Regions from separate parts of the Sus scrofa genome. Here region 2 is linked to region 1. The links are chromatin contacts, called in public Hi-C maps. All regions are on one chromosome and are shown on one strand. Each heading gives the region's core, a stretch centred on a gene start, on an enhancer-like site or on the middle of the called end of the contact. The rest is flanking DNA. Distances are from core to core; before and after follow the strand shown.

Region 1 (6,308 bases), core at 1,249-3,748:
GTCTGGTGGACACTGGACCTTGGTCTCCAGGGGGTGTGGCTCATGTGCTTGGGGAGGCTTCGCCCTCATGTGCTTGGGGAGGCTGGACGTCTGGCATGTCTGTGGGTGAAGAGGCAGGTGCAGAGTCTAGTGTGTACAGGGTGCAGACACGTGTGTCTGGGGCCAGTGTGTCCCTCTGGCCTCTTCCCAGGGGTCTCTGCTTTCCGCAGACCCAGAGCTTCCTCAAGGTGGCCTGGAACCCTCTCAGTGTTGGCCTCGCCTTGGGCCTCCCCAGCACCCCATGGGGCTTAGAATTTCCAGGTTCCTTCCGGAGGCTAAGGCCAGCCCTGAGCACAGCACCCTGGTTCCCAGTTCATGCCCATCCCCTGTGGGCATGGCTAGGCTGAGAGAGGCCTCTGGACAAGGTCCTGAAAGGAAAGGAATTTGCAGAGGAAGCAGCAGGAGTGGGGGCAGCTCTGGAGAGCATGTCGTGGGGAGGCTGTGTGAGGAAGGATGAGGTCACGGCCCCCTAGTCTCCCCCTAGCCCTAGCTGGGCCTCCAGGAGTCTGCACATGGCAGCCGTGATTAAAAAGAATAATTAATGCTTGCCTGATAACGGAGTCGAGCCATTAATTAGTCCAGCTCAGCCAGTACCAGGGCTTGACTGTGGGAGGCAGCCGGGCAGCCAGGGGTGTTGGGGGTGGGGTACAGTGCTTCCTGGGTTTGCAGGGGTCGCTGTCGGAGCCCCATTCCCTCTGCTGAAAGCCAGTGGTGGGCAGGGAGGCAATGGGGGCAGCTGGGGAGGCAGGCTAGGCAGGCAGAGGCCTTGAAGGGCAGAGGCACGAAAGTGTGTCAGATGGGGCTCAAGAGACTCTCCCCCTGACCTGCAGCTGCCCAACAGCTCCTAGCTGAATCCCAGTCCCTCTCCGAGGGGCAGGGACAGGGACAGATAGGTTAGAGGAGGCCTCCCAGGCCAGTTCATGACTGGCCAGTGAGAGCAAGCAGAGGGGCAGTGCAGGCTGGGGCCCTGGGAGGTGTGGGGATTCACATAAGGGATGGAACTCAGGAGTTGGGACAGAGTTGGGAAGAAGCCTGAAGCTGGTCACTCCACACTGACTGAGCACCGCCTGGACCCCACATCTGTGCCCCGCCCCCCAAGTCAAGTGGCTCAGCAGCCTCCTCTGTGCAGTGCAGCTGCCCCTGACCCCCATCCACCAACAGGTTAGAGGTCGTGCACCCAGGAGGGGTTGCTCAACCCCCAGTGTTATCATGGGGTCTGGTGGGGAGACAGTGCCGCAAAGAGAAATGGCCGCATCCTGCAGCCACAGCTGGGCTCTAGATAAATGCTCGCTGGGAGCCCACTGAGTCAGGCAGGTGGCTGTCAAGGTGCCTGTGGCCAGGCACTGCTGTCACAGCCATGTTCATGGGGCTGACTGGGGCCTTTGGAGGAGCTGTGTGGGTTGCTGGAGGCTGTGTGCTCCCACCCCTGGCACACATCCCCCCACGCACCATCCCCCCAGCACACACCCTGCCTCCCCCCACCCCCTTCCCATCCTCTTCCTGTGCTGCCTCTGCCTCTGCATATCCACATCCATCTCTCCCTCGTCCTTCACAGATGAGCCCAAGTCCACTTCCCCTCTCTCATCTGCCACATCCCGAGGCCTGGCCCCTGCTTGGGCAGCTGGCCGAAGTGGGGGTAGGTAGGAGAGCCAATGGGGAGGCGGAGTCTGTGAGCCTCATCACCTGCAAAGGGTGCCAGTGGAGTCCAGCTGGCTCCCACTACCCCCCCTTCCTCTTGACATCTGTCCTCCCTGGCACCTGTCCCCATTCATGGTCACACCCTCTCAGCCCCATCCTGCAGCTTTTGGGGGCTCGTCCTCATCCCATCCTGGGGACATAGAAAGGTGGGGACATGCCAGGGGGCTGTAGGAACCAGGCCTCCCCTAGAGCTCTAGGCAGGCCTTGGAAGTTCAAATTTACCAAGGTGTTCAGAGCTGGGACCACAGAGGCCAGGCTGTGCCCTCCCAGCTTGTAACCCTAGCTGGTTCTTTATCATATCCCTAGACTGTCACCACGATCCTCACCAGCACCCCAAGACCAGCACCTGCACATCCACTGTGATCACAAGGGAACTGCTCAGATCCATGTTTGGGAGGACAGGCTTCCAGGAAGGAGGGGTCAGAGCCAAGGCCAGGGAGGGGGGATGCGGTGGGCACCTGCCTTGGCACTGATGAGCACATGAGGGGGCAGGAGGGTGAGGACCTGGGACCCTGGGCACACATCAGGCCACATGTCAGGCCATAGCAGGCTGGAGTTCAGGACACCTTGCTAGCTCTCTGGGCCTCCTGAGTCCAACCTTGCAGCTCCTGGGACACGTGGGACCTTGGGCTCAGGGGTGGTCTGGGGCATGCCAGGCCAGGCTGGAGAGAAGAAGAATCAGGGCGTGCTCTGTAAGGCCTGGGTCAATGGACGTGGCTTGAGATGACCAGGGCCGGGTCAGTAGGTGGAGCCCTCAGCAAGGTCCCAGCAGAAGTAGAAGTAAGCCTGGGAGAATGGTTGTGCAAGGGGTGCGGTATGAGATGAAGCAATTTACTGCCTAATCAGATATGGCGCTGGCTAGTGGGGGCCTTCCGTCAGCAGCATCACACCGTTCTCAGTATGCAGGAGGGTGGCAGGGGGAGACTCTTCATCTGGGCCCTCCTGCTCACCTGCTGACTCCATGGTGCTCAGCGGGCCCATCCTGGGGAGGCATGGGGTTGTAGGTCAGGGGAGTAGAGGCCCTGCTTCCTGGAATCACCACACAGAGGGAAACTGAGGCAGGAGGGTGAGGTTGGGGCTCTGCCCAGCTGCCCAGCACAGGGGACCCTCGGGGAGGTGGGTAGTGGCGCTGCCAGCTCAAGCCCATGGGGCATAGTGCACATGCCCCACCCAGGTCCTGGTGCAGAGCTGGCCTGGGAACAGGGGTCTGGGTGCGCGTGTGGACATGTGGGCAGGCGGAGGCCACCCCCACCCTGTGGACAGCCGGGTGGGCTGCTGATAAGGAGAGACGGTTGTCAGAGTCACAGGGCGTCACTGATAAAAAGACAAGCATCTCCCGGTGGCCGGAAGGTGGTGAGAGGAGACCAGTCCCAGGGATGCCCACATCTCGGGTGGAAACACTGAGGCGGCCGGGCGGGGCCCAGCCTGCCTGCTCCTGGCTAGAAGCCCTTGCCAAGCCTCTGGGCAGTGCAGTGCACAGAGAAGCCAGGGGCCCCAGACCTGGACAGGGAAGGCCAGCCTGAGGTCACCTGCAGGTGACTGACAGGTGACCTCGAAGCTATAGCGCAGAGGCCAGAGGACTGCAGGAGGAAGCCCTCCTGGGGCCTGCGCCCTATGAGGGGGAGGGGGGATGCGAGAGACAGAGACATGCTGCGGGAGAGAAAGAGTGAAAGAGGCTCCAAGAGAGACAGAGAAATTAGAGCAACCAGAGATACCGAGGGTCCCAGAGCGCAGAGTGCAGCCGGGAAGGGCCCCAGAGGCAGGGAGCGATGAGGGGGGTCTGTGGGTACGGCCCAGCTCTGATTGGCCAGGACTGACTGCAATTAAAGCCCATAATTGATTCCCTGGGATGACGAGGATCATTTCCATGCTGAGAATTAAGGTTTTCTTCCAAGATGGAAATAAAGATTAATTTGCAATTTCCTTCCTCACTGCACACAGGAGAACAGCCCCTGCCCTTCCGGGAGAGGGCTCAACCTGGCAGGTGGGCTGGGGAAGGTGGGGCCACGGCCTTCAGGCCTCACTAGGAGAGGGCATCTGAGGCTCTGGGACCCCTATACGCCCATCGCTGATGGAAGGGGCCCAGCCCACCCTCCCTGGGCCCCTCGCTCTTTGATGGCACCATGGAGCTCAGTGTGTACTTGGCCTCCCTGCTTCGTGTCCACAGCAGGGAGGGTGAGGCTCATGACTCACAGTCATAGTCTGATGTCAGGATAGCCACATTGGAGGTGGCAGGAGAATCCCTGAGGTGGGAAGTGGGAAGGCCCTTCTTCCCTGCAGTCCTTTTTCAGAACCTCCGCCTCCTCCTACCACTCCAAGGAGGTGCCTGGAGGGAAAGAGGTTGGTGCCCAGGAGGTGTCCCTTCCCCTTCAGCCTGGGCCCCTAGCCCCCTGACTGCACCTTCCCTGGAGGTGCCCTAAGCACAGCCATACATGCCTGCACAGTCCTGGGAGGTCCACCCACACCCGCGTCCCCAAGCCAGTGTGGCATCCTCAGACTTGTTCCCTGGCAGGGCACAATAGGGGGGCCACATTGCCGCCTCCACCCTCTCCAGACCCACACCCTGCTGAGGCCCAGGCACAGGGAGGGTGACAGGCTGAGCTCAGCCCATCTACTGGCCAGCAGAGGCTCACCCCACAGTGGGGGAAGCTCCAGACTCCAGGGCCTCTGGTGAATGGCCTCCAAGATCCCCAAGAATTTGAACTTGGGCCGGGCCAGACATAGCCCCTGAGACGCACCCTGCAGAGCTCCCTGGCTCTCTCCCTGCCCACCCAGCCCAGGTCCACTATGGGGCTGCACAGCCCAGGGCTATGAGCAGCCTAGAGCTGGCCAGCCCGCCTCTTATGCCAACCTTTCCTGAGGGTGACCTCTGAATGACCTCTCCCAGCACACACAGGAGGAGGAAGAGCAGGTTTATGAGCACGGGGCGGACGCATTCCTCCAGGGGGCCTGGCAGCCTTGGCCTATCTCCCCATCGCCACAGAACTGAGGGGCCAGGCTGCCCTGCAGAGCCCACCTGCAGACACCACGTGCTCCAGACCCCACTTCCTCCAGAGTATGGGCCCCACTGTTGCTGTGTGCCTCCCAGCCCAGCCTCTGCCCACACACCTCCGCACAGGGTGATCCACCCGACAGCTGAGACAAGCAGCAACTCTAGGACATCCACCAACATGGAGCCCAGCAAAGTGTTGGCCGCCTCTGGGGGACCCACTGGTGGGTCTCAGGTCTGCTATCTGGACCTGCAGCTCTGCTGTCCCCTGGGCCCTGGGACAACTTCAGGGACTTGGGGCAGTGTCAGGGCTCTCCTCCCAGGGGGCATCACAGACAGGTCCCCAGATAGCACCCTAAGAAACTAGGCCCAGACCACAACCCTGTGCCCTGAAGTGTCCCAGCTGCTGTTGGCTGTCATCTCTTGTTCATTGGTTCATTGATCTTTTGACCAGTAATTGGACTAAAGTTTCCTGCCTACTTGCTAGGGCCTTGGGGCAGCTTGGAATGGCCTGTCCCCTGATGAGAGTTGCCCAGGACACAGGGACAGTTGCCGCCATGGCCACCATATCTGGGAGTCATAGGCTGACCTCTATCCAGGGAGAGTCAGGTCCAGATCCTTCCCACAGCTTCCACAGACCACCAGCAGAATAGGTCATATGACCAAGTGGCTGGTTCCCAGACCTCACCCCCACAGCAGCCCTGCTTTTAACAGCGCAGACAGATATGGGACACAGTGAGGCCTGGAGCAAGTGCCTCACTCTCTCTGTGCCACCACAAAATGCAATGACTGTTAGGACCTGCCTCGCTGGGTAAAGGTAAGAATGAAAGGGGTACACAGCAGGTGCTCACTAAATGCTCTATGGCAGCCACCTAAAAAACAGTTGGGGCATTTACTAAACAGTGAAACACAGTTACTGCCCAAAAGTGGAATCAGGATTCTCATGTGGCTCAGTGGGTTATAAAGCCAACTAGGGAGTTCCCGTCGTGGCGCAGTGGTTAACGAATCCGACTAGGAACCGTGAGGTTGCGGGTTCGGTCCCTGCCCTTGCTCAGTGGGTTAACGATCCGGCGTTGCCGCGAGCTGTGGTGTAGGTTGCAGACGCGGCTCGGATCCCGCGTTGCTGTGGCTCTGGCGTAGGCCGGTGGCTACAGCTCCGATTCAACCCCTAGCCTGGGAATCTCCATATGCCGCGGGAGCAGCCCAAGAAATAGCAACAACAACAACAGACAAAAAAAAAAAAAAAAAAAATTAAAAAAAAAAAAAAAGCCAACTAGTATCCATGAAGACGTGGGTTCAATTCCTGGCCTCCCTCAGTGAATTAGGATCAGGCATTGCACTGAGATGTGGTACATGTCGCAGATGGGGTTCAGATCCTTAGTTGCTGTGGCTGTGGTGTAGTCTGGCAGCTGTAGCTCCAATTCGACCCCTCACCTGGCAACTTCCATATGCCACAGGTAAAAAAAAAAACAAGAAAAAGAAAAAAAAAACTCATGACACACAGGCTCATGCCAGGCAGTGATGCAGGCTCTGAGGCCATAAAGCAGGGTGACAAGGAGGAGGGAGGGTCAGCGTGGTCCTG
Region 2 (6,308 bases), core at 1,178-3,677, 140 kb before region 1:
CACCAGCCCTTCCTGCTGGGGCTTTCAAAGGGCATTGTCTGGTGCGTCTGTTTTCACTTTGCTACTGGAGTTCTCTGGAGGAAGGGTATTAATTCAGACCTGATCTGAGACAGGACGAGGACGTTTAAACTTGCCCCCGAGCCTGGGGGTGGGGAAATGAGCATAATGCAAGCCTGTGGCCGGCCAGGGTGTCCTGCAAGCAGCCTGCGAAGGTGAGGGCCAGGGAGACCTCCAGAGGTGGGCTGGGCCTGTCAGCATTCAGTGGGTGACCCAGTGTGACCAGAAGTGGTTCCTCTCCCTTGTGGTCAAGCTTGGGGCCTGAGTTCCTCCTGAATGTAAATTTCCTGGAGCAGCAGGTTTTTAGGAACCTGGGAGGCTGGCTGTGGACTTGGGGCCCACACCCCGTAGAGTGTGAGCACATTTGTGTTAAGATGCTCCCTCTCCTGGGCCAAAGGGCAGAGGCTGGATGCTGCGCCTTCCCTTTTCACATTCAGTTCTTGGGTTTCCCCACAGGAAAGCCTGGAAGTGTGTGACATTACAGCCTGGTGTCTAGGGGCAGTGTGCCCAGAGAGGGCCTGGTGGGTGTGGCGGACCTGTGTTAGCCTGGAGGCTGGGAAGGCCTTTCCGAGGAGATTTAGCTGGCTGCGGTTGGCAGGGTGAGCAGTTCTGGGCACTGGGCTGGTGGGAGGGGGCAGCATATAGGTTTGGGGCATGAGACTGTCAGGCTGCTCCACCTGTGAGGGCCCCAGCCTCGCTGACTGTGGCAGAGCCAGCGTCCACAAAGGAAACCTGGTGTGGGGCCAGCATACCTGGACGTATATGTTTATTTGGTGTCTGTGTCAGTCTCAGTTTTGCTGGAGGATAAAGCGGCTGCATGTCCTGTTCTGATAGGACAGAGAGTGGGCGGGAGGGCCACAGTCAGCCTCCTGTATCACCTAGGTGTGGCCAAACTCTAGGCCTCATGCACCCTGAGTCCTGTTTCTAGTCCTGTACGCAAACCTTCCCATGGTCGAGAGAGGGGCTAACGTGGAACAGGAGGCGGCAGGTAGCCCTAGCATGAGGTGGATGGACAGTGGTCACTACTGTGTGGTTGTGGGTGGCTGCTTAACACTGGCTCATTGACTGCCTATGCTTCACAGGCCAGTTGAAGGCTGAGAACAAGTTCCTGAACTGCTGGTCCAAGTGCTGGACATCCCAGGCAGTGAGTGAAAGAGCTGAGGTTGCAGGCACCCAGCCCACCTTCTGACTCCTGGTCACAGCCCATGGAGGCACTCCCCAGAACATTCTCTTCATCTCTCTTCCTTCTGAGGTGCCCACCAGGCTGAAGGTCATGCACTGGGGGCATGTTTTTCCTTTTTCCCCAAGAAGTAAGTTTGGCATGAGACTTGGCACATCCTGGAGTGCCCAATAGGTGGAGGAGTGGGTGCAGCTTCTGGGTGGTTTGTGTTTGTGAGCAGAGCTGGAGGTGCACTCAGAAAAGACCAGGGCCTTACCTTGGAGGCTCCTGCCAAGCAGGCCTTGCCTCAGAGGCTGGATCTTTGCCTTTGCTTTTGACAAGTTCTTTTTTCTTTTTTTGCTTTTTAGGGCCTCACCCGCAGCATATGGAGGTTCTCAGGCTAGGGGTCAAATCAGAGCTACAGCTGCCGGCCTACACCACAGCCACAACAATTCCAGATCTGAGCCATTGTCTGTGACCTACACCACAGCCCATGGCAACGCCGGATCCTTAACCCACTGAGCAAGGCCAGGAATAGAACCCACAACCTCATGGTTCCCCTTTGTGTTCGTTTCTGCTGCACCACGACGGGAACTCCTGCTTTTGTCAAGTTCTTTAGCAAGGGAACAGTAGTTTACATCCTTTAAGGCTCTCTTGAGATGCCACTTTGGCCTTCTGGGCACAGAGCCCTGTCCCCAGGCTGAAGAAGTGTTTACAAGGAACCCTACCAGGTCAAGGCTCATCAAAAAGAAGAGGTGTTATGACCTTTGGGGGTTCTCTGAGAAACGCCAACCTGGGTTCTCCCTGCCTCCCCACTCCCCCGCCTTTGGAATCAAATAGAATCTTTTTCTGGCAAATATTTCCTAGATAAAAAGAAGTACTATATACTCATTATTGTAGACTCCCTAGTCATTTCTAAAAGTTTTTAGAAGTATACAATGAGAAAACTTGACACGATAACCAAGAGTTTCTTTTTGAGGAATGAATCTTTGCTACGAGAGATAAGAGTCAGTTATTTTTGGTCTGATTTCTTCAGCTAAATCTTAGCCTCTTCCTCTTACCTCACAGTCTTTCTCGAAAGCCAGTCTGGGGACATTCTAGCAAGCACCCTGGTGTCAGATGTGTGTCCTCCTTTCCTGACGCCGGCGAGAGGCAGCTGTGCACTGTGAGCTGTCAAGGGGCGGGCAGTGGGTGGAAACATCTCCATGGGCTCAGACTGTTTGGTGCACAAGAGGGCAGTGTTTGCTTGCGGTCTTGGATGGAGATGCTGGTATTAGGGTAACAGGTCAGCAGAGTTAGAAGGACCTCGGGCTTTTCCAAGACAAAATAAACCATGAGCTACAGCCATCGCCACAGCCATGGCGGCTTCCCATACACATCTTTAAACGCTTGACCCTCAGAAAAGAGTTGCTTGCTATCCTTTTTTCCTTAAAAAGAAAAATATTGTTTCTTGCAACGTTTATTTTTTATTTTTTTTAATCAATGGAAATATGGTTTGCAGCCTTGTACCTACAATGGCAGAGGTTAAAGAGTGTTGGGAAAACAAAACAACTGCTTTCCAATTAAAAACCATATGGAAAGATTTCTTTTTGAAGCAAGGGGTCAAATGTATAGTCTCCCCCTTTCACATCAGTGTAAAGATTATCTGACTTAACTTTAAAGCATTTGAAGATGTGGGCTCAGTCGTCAACCCTCTACACTCCGTTTTCTTTTTTCTGCAAGTTCATGATGTTAACTAAAGGAGGGAATTTCCAGGAGGAAAAAAAGGTGATGGCCCTCTGCCCAGAGGAAAGAGGTTCTGGCTGAACTAGGCATGTCTGCTTTTGTATAAGCATTTGCCCAGTTTCAACTTTTTTTTTTTTTTTTAGGAGTGGCTTTCAAGGCAGAGAGACATGAATTGGTGCATAGCCCCCACCCCAGGCCCCCAGACCAGATTTGGGGTTTCACATCCTCTTTGTTTCCATCAACCTGGAACTACTGTTTTCAGGTGCCTCTAAGATGCAAAAACCCCAAAGAGCTTGCCAGGCCAGCACCCCAAGGTAGTGGGGGTAGGGGGTGGGAGGAGCTCGCCGTGGACCCTTCTCTGGGCAGCCCAGTGGCAAGGTTGCATACCTGCACTACAAGTGATTGCCTTGCTTGGGCGGTTGTATCAGAGGAAACGTCCTTAGGGCTTTGGGCGTGTGATGGGGAGTTGAGGTTGTGATGTTGGTCCCTCTGCCCGACCAGTGATGGGTGTGTAGGATGGGGGGTTGATGGAGGTGAGACCAGAGTCGAAGACATGATGGCTGTTCCTTTATCTGATTCACTGTGTCTGTGGCTCATCCCTTCTGAGCAGTCAGCAAGGCAGGAGGAAGTCTAGGTGGGGGCACAACTGCGTGGCCTTCCCAAAGCTGTTGAGGGAGCACTGGGTTCCAGGCTTAGCCTATGTGAAGTCAGAGGTCTTCTTCTAATCTTTTCTGGTTACCCCATAAATCTTCCAAGGTGAGGGCATCAGCAGGATGGATGCGATATGTGCGGTGGCTATGTTAGCATGTGTGATACCCTTCATGGTCGTTAATTGATCTGTGGCGTTTGATACAAAATTTGAATTTGACAGCAGCAGTGCAGAGAGCCATGGTGGCGTTCTTGTTTGCTTTCCCGTGAAGCCTGCCCTGGCTTTTATTAGAAGTGTCTGGGTAGAAAGGAAGCCCGAGCGGAGGCTTTCAAAAGAGACTCACGTCATGTTTTTCCAGAAACATAATTTTTGAAAAATGCTGGAACCCTCAATTTCCAAAGGAGCCTGGTTTGTAAGGGGAATGAAAAGTTGCTTCTGCTTGTGGATTCTAAGTCGTTTTCCATCTTCACTCCCCAAGGCAGTGTTGGCGAGTGGGGAACGGGACAGATGTTCCTTGGTAGTAATTTCCAGGCAGATTCTTGAATGCCTTGTATACTCTGGGTCACCGTCAGCTCAGAATGGAGCAAAATTGAGTGAGAATTCCTGCAATGAAAGACATGAACGGCACATCGGAGCGATATGATGGTGCAGATAGGGGCATTCTGTGAGAAAATATTTCCCTGCTATCTGTAAAATTCAGATTGAATAACCATTCTGAAGTGCTCCCTTTAAAAGAGTTCCTTGCACAAGCATTGCAGGATGAGTAAATACCAATAATTTTTGTTTCCCTCTCCTTATCGGTCCCCTACTGAAACGTTCCTGCGCAGCCTGTCAGCTCTTTTCAAGTGAACATCAAATGATTCGTGTTGGCTTCCAATTTGAATTATGATCGCATTTCAAAACACAAACTGCTTTTTCGCTTTTGCATTTGGAGCTGATTATCAATATTTGCCAATTCTGGGGAGGAGCTAGACCTGGAGGGGATGCTGCCAAAAGTGTGGCCCCCAGTGCAGAGGGGCAGGAAGGCATGTGCCTGCGTGTGCATTTGGCACAGGGCCTCTGTAGCTGTGTGGCACCAGAACTTGGAGGAGGCTAGGAAGATCACTCCTGATGCCTGAAGGAAGTGCCTGCTCTGGCCTCTGCACTCAGAGTCCCTTCCTGCTGCTTACTGTGGTCTGCCCTGTGCCACTGGGGTGCCCTGCATGGGGAGGGCTACTCCGAAGCCTGGTGAGCCTGAGGCCAGCCCGAGGCCAGAATGCAGACACACAGGAGTGGAGTGTGCTGAGGGCCCACCTGAGGTATGTTTAACACACTTACCTCCACGTGGAATTTCAAGTACACCAGCTGGCCTTCTCTTATGTCTTAGTCAACATTTAATTCAGCTTTGAATAATTCCAGTTTTTGCAGTTGTATTTTTGTGTTTTGGAACCAGTAAAACTTTTTTATGTTTTTAAACACTGTAAACTTGGGCACCTTGCTTGTCCTGCATGATTGTGGTACCTTTGGGAAATTTAGAGATGGTTTCCGACTTTGCCTCATAGGATTTCCCATAGTTAGGAGGCTGCAGTGCAGTGGGCTTGGGCTCTGGAGTTGGAAAGATTTAAATGGGAAAAGCAAATGGAAGTTTTGCCTTTCTGAACTGTAGTTTGCTCACCTGTTTATAAAGGGAATCATGCCTTTTTTATGGGGTTTGCTGTTTGAACTGCAGTGGCAACTGTGATCCTGTCAGCGGCAGCTTGGATGTGGGAGCTGCCGGGGGCCTACAGGCTAGCATGGGGGTCTGCACCGGACATCTCCCTTCTGAGGTCCTGGGAGAGTCAAATGCCCCCTTCCCTCAGCATTGCAGACAGCAGGAATGAGCACTGAAATTATGCAAGAGCTATGCTTCAAAGAAGGAAATGAAATTCTTGAATTTTTTTAAGGCAAAGAAGAGGAGGGAAAAAAAATAGATTCATTGTTTTACTTGGCTGTTCAACAGGATGCAGGACAAAGCTGGCCTCTCTCCTGTCTAATGTCATCATTGGCATCTTTTCTTTCTCTTTCTCTTTTTCTTTTCTCCTCCTCCCCTCCCCCCTTCCTATTTGTACTGCAAGAACCTCCCCCCTCCCTTTTTCTCCAAGTCGTTCTCAGGTTCTGCTCCTGGGGTTCAGTCCAGTGCTGTGGAGATGCTCCAAGGCCAGGAATTGCTTCCCTTTTTGTGGTCTTTGGTCTCCCGGTCAGTGTTTCCTATTGCATTTAAAGGGAGTGGCCCCAGTGTCTAGTTGTGGGTCTTGTGAGGAGGTGGTAAAAAGGGGTTGTGGTTCTGGGTTCTCATTCTCAGGAGTGTGCTGTCCTGTCCCTTTGTTGTACAGCCAAGGCATTGGGATGGATAGGCCAAGCCTAGCCACAGCCAGGGTTGGAGGGAGGTGGGCGTGGATGAAAACAGGACTGACTGCTGGGGGAAGCTGGCTTGGGGTCTCCGGCTGGGTGGAGGCTGGCAGGCACTGGCAGGTGTTATCTGGGAGGGCTGATGAAGTCCACACCACGTCATGCTCAATATGGACCAGTCATGTGGGCACTGCCACCCCAGCAAGGGGCAGGCTTTGCAGAGGCTACAGGGAAAGACAGGGCCCTGCTTTGGGGAGCTCTGATCAGAGGAGCTTGCCTGGCTGCTCTTTCAGAGCTTGGGCAAGCGGCTGCAGTCTCAAGCCCCTTGTTTGGGCCCCAGTCACTCCCCAC

The links. A called contact is a pair of places that touch in the nucleus more often than the background predicts.
Region 2: a Hi-C map of alveolar macrophages shows a contact between it and region 1, with 2.1 times the contacts expected there. The contact joins two enhancer-like sites. A contact is called at or near these places in 2 of 5 promoter capture datasets (fetal skeletal muscle and liver) and 4 of 47 Hi-C or Micro-C datasets (alveolar macrophages and embryonic fibroblasts).

Annotation. Positions count from the first base shown.
Region 1 is chr13:72,032,596-72,038,903 of Sscrofa11.1, reverse strand. No RefSeq gene overlaps it. Among named protein-coding and RNA genes, the nearest start is that of DNAJB8, 26 kb to the right of the region's middle. Within about 2 kb of position 2,498, at least 3 of the 83 cell types and tissues checked have an H3K27ac peak or open chromatin away from gene starts, as enhancers often do. A contact at or near this core is called in alveolar macrophages, where this site is marked.
Region 2 is chr13:72,176,695-72,183,002 of Sscrofa11.1, reverse strand. All of the region lies in intron 1 of EEFSEC (selenocysteine-specific elongation factor), which reads left to right. Among named protein-coding and RNA genes, the nearest start is that of RUVBL1, 16 kb to the left of the region's middle. Within about 2 kb of position 2,427, at least 5 of the 83 cell types and tissues checked have an H3K27ac peak or open chromatin away from gene starts, as enhancers often do. A contact at or near this core is called in alveolar macrophages, where this site is marked.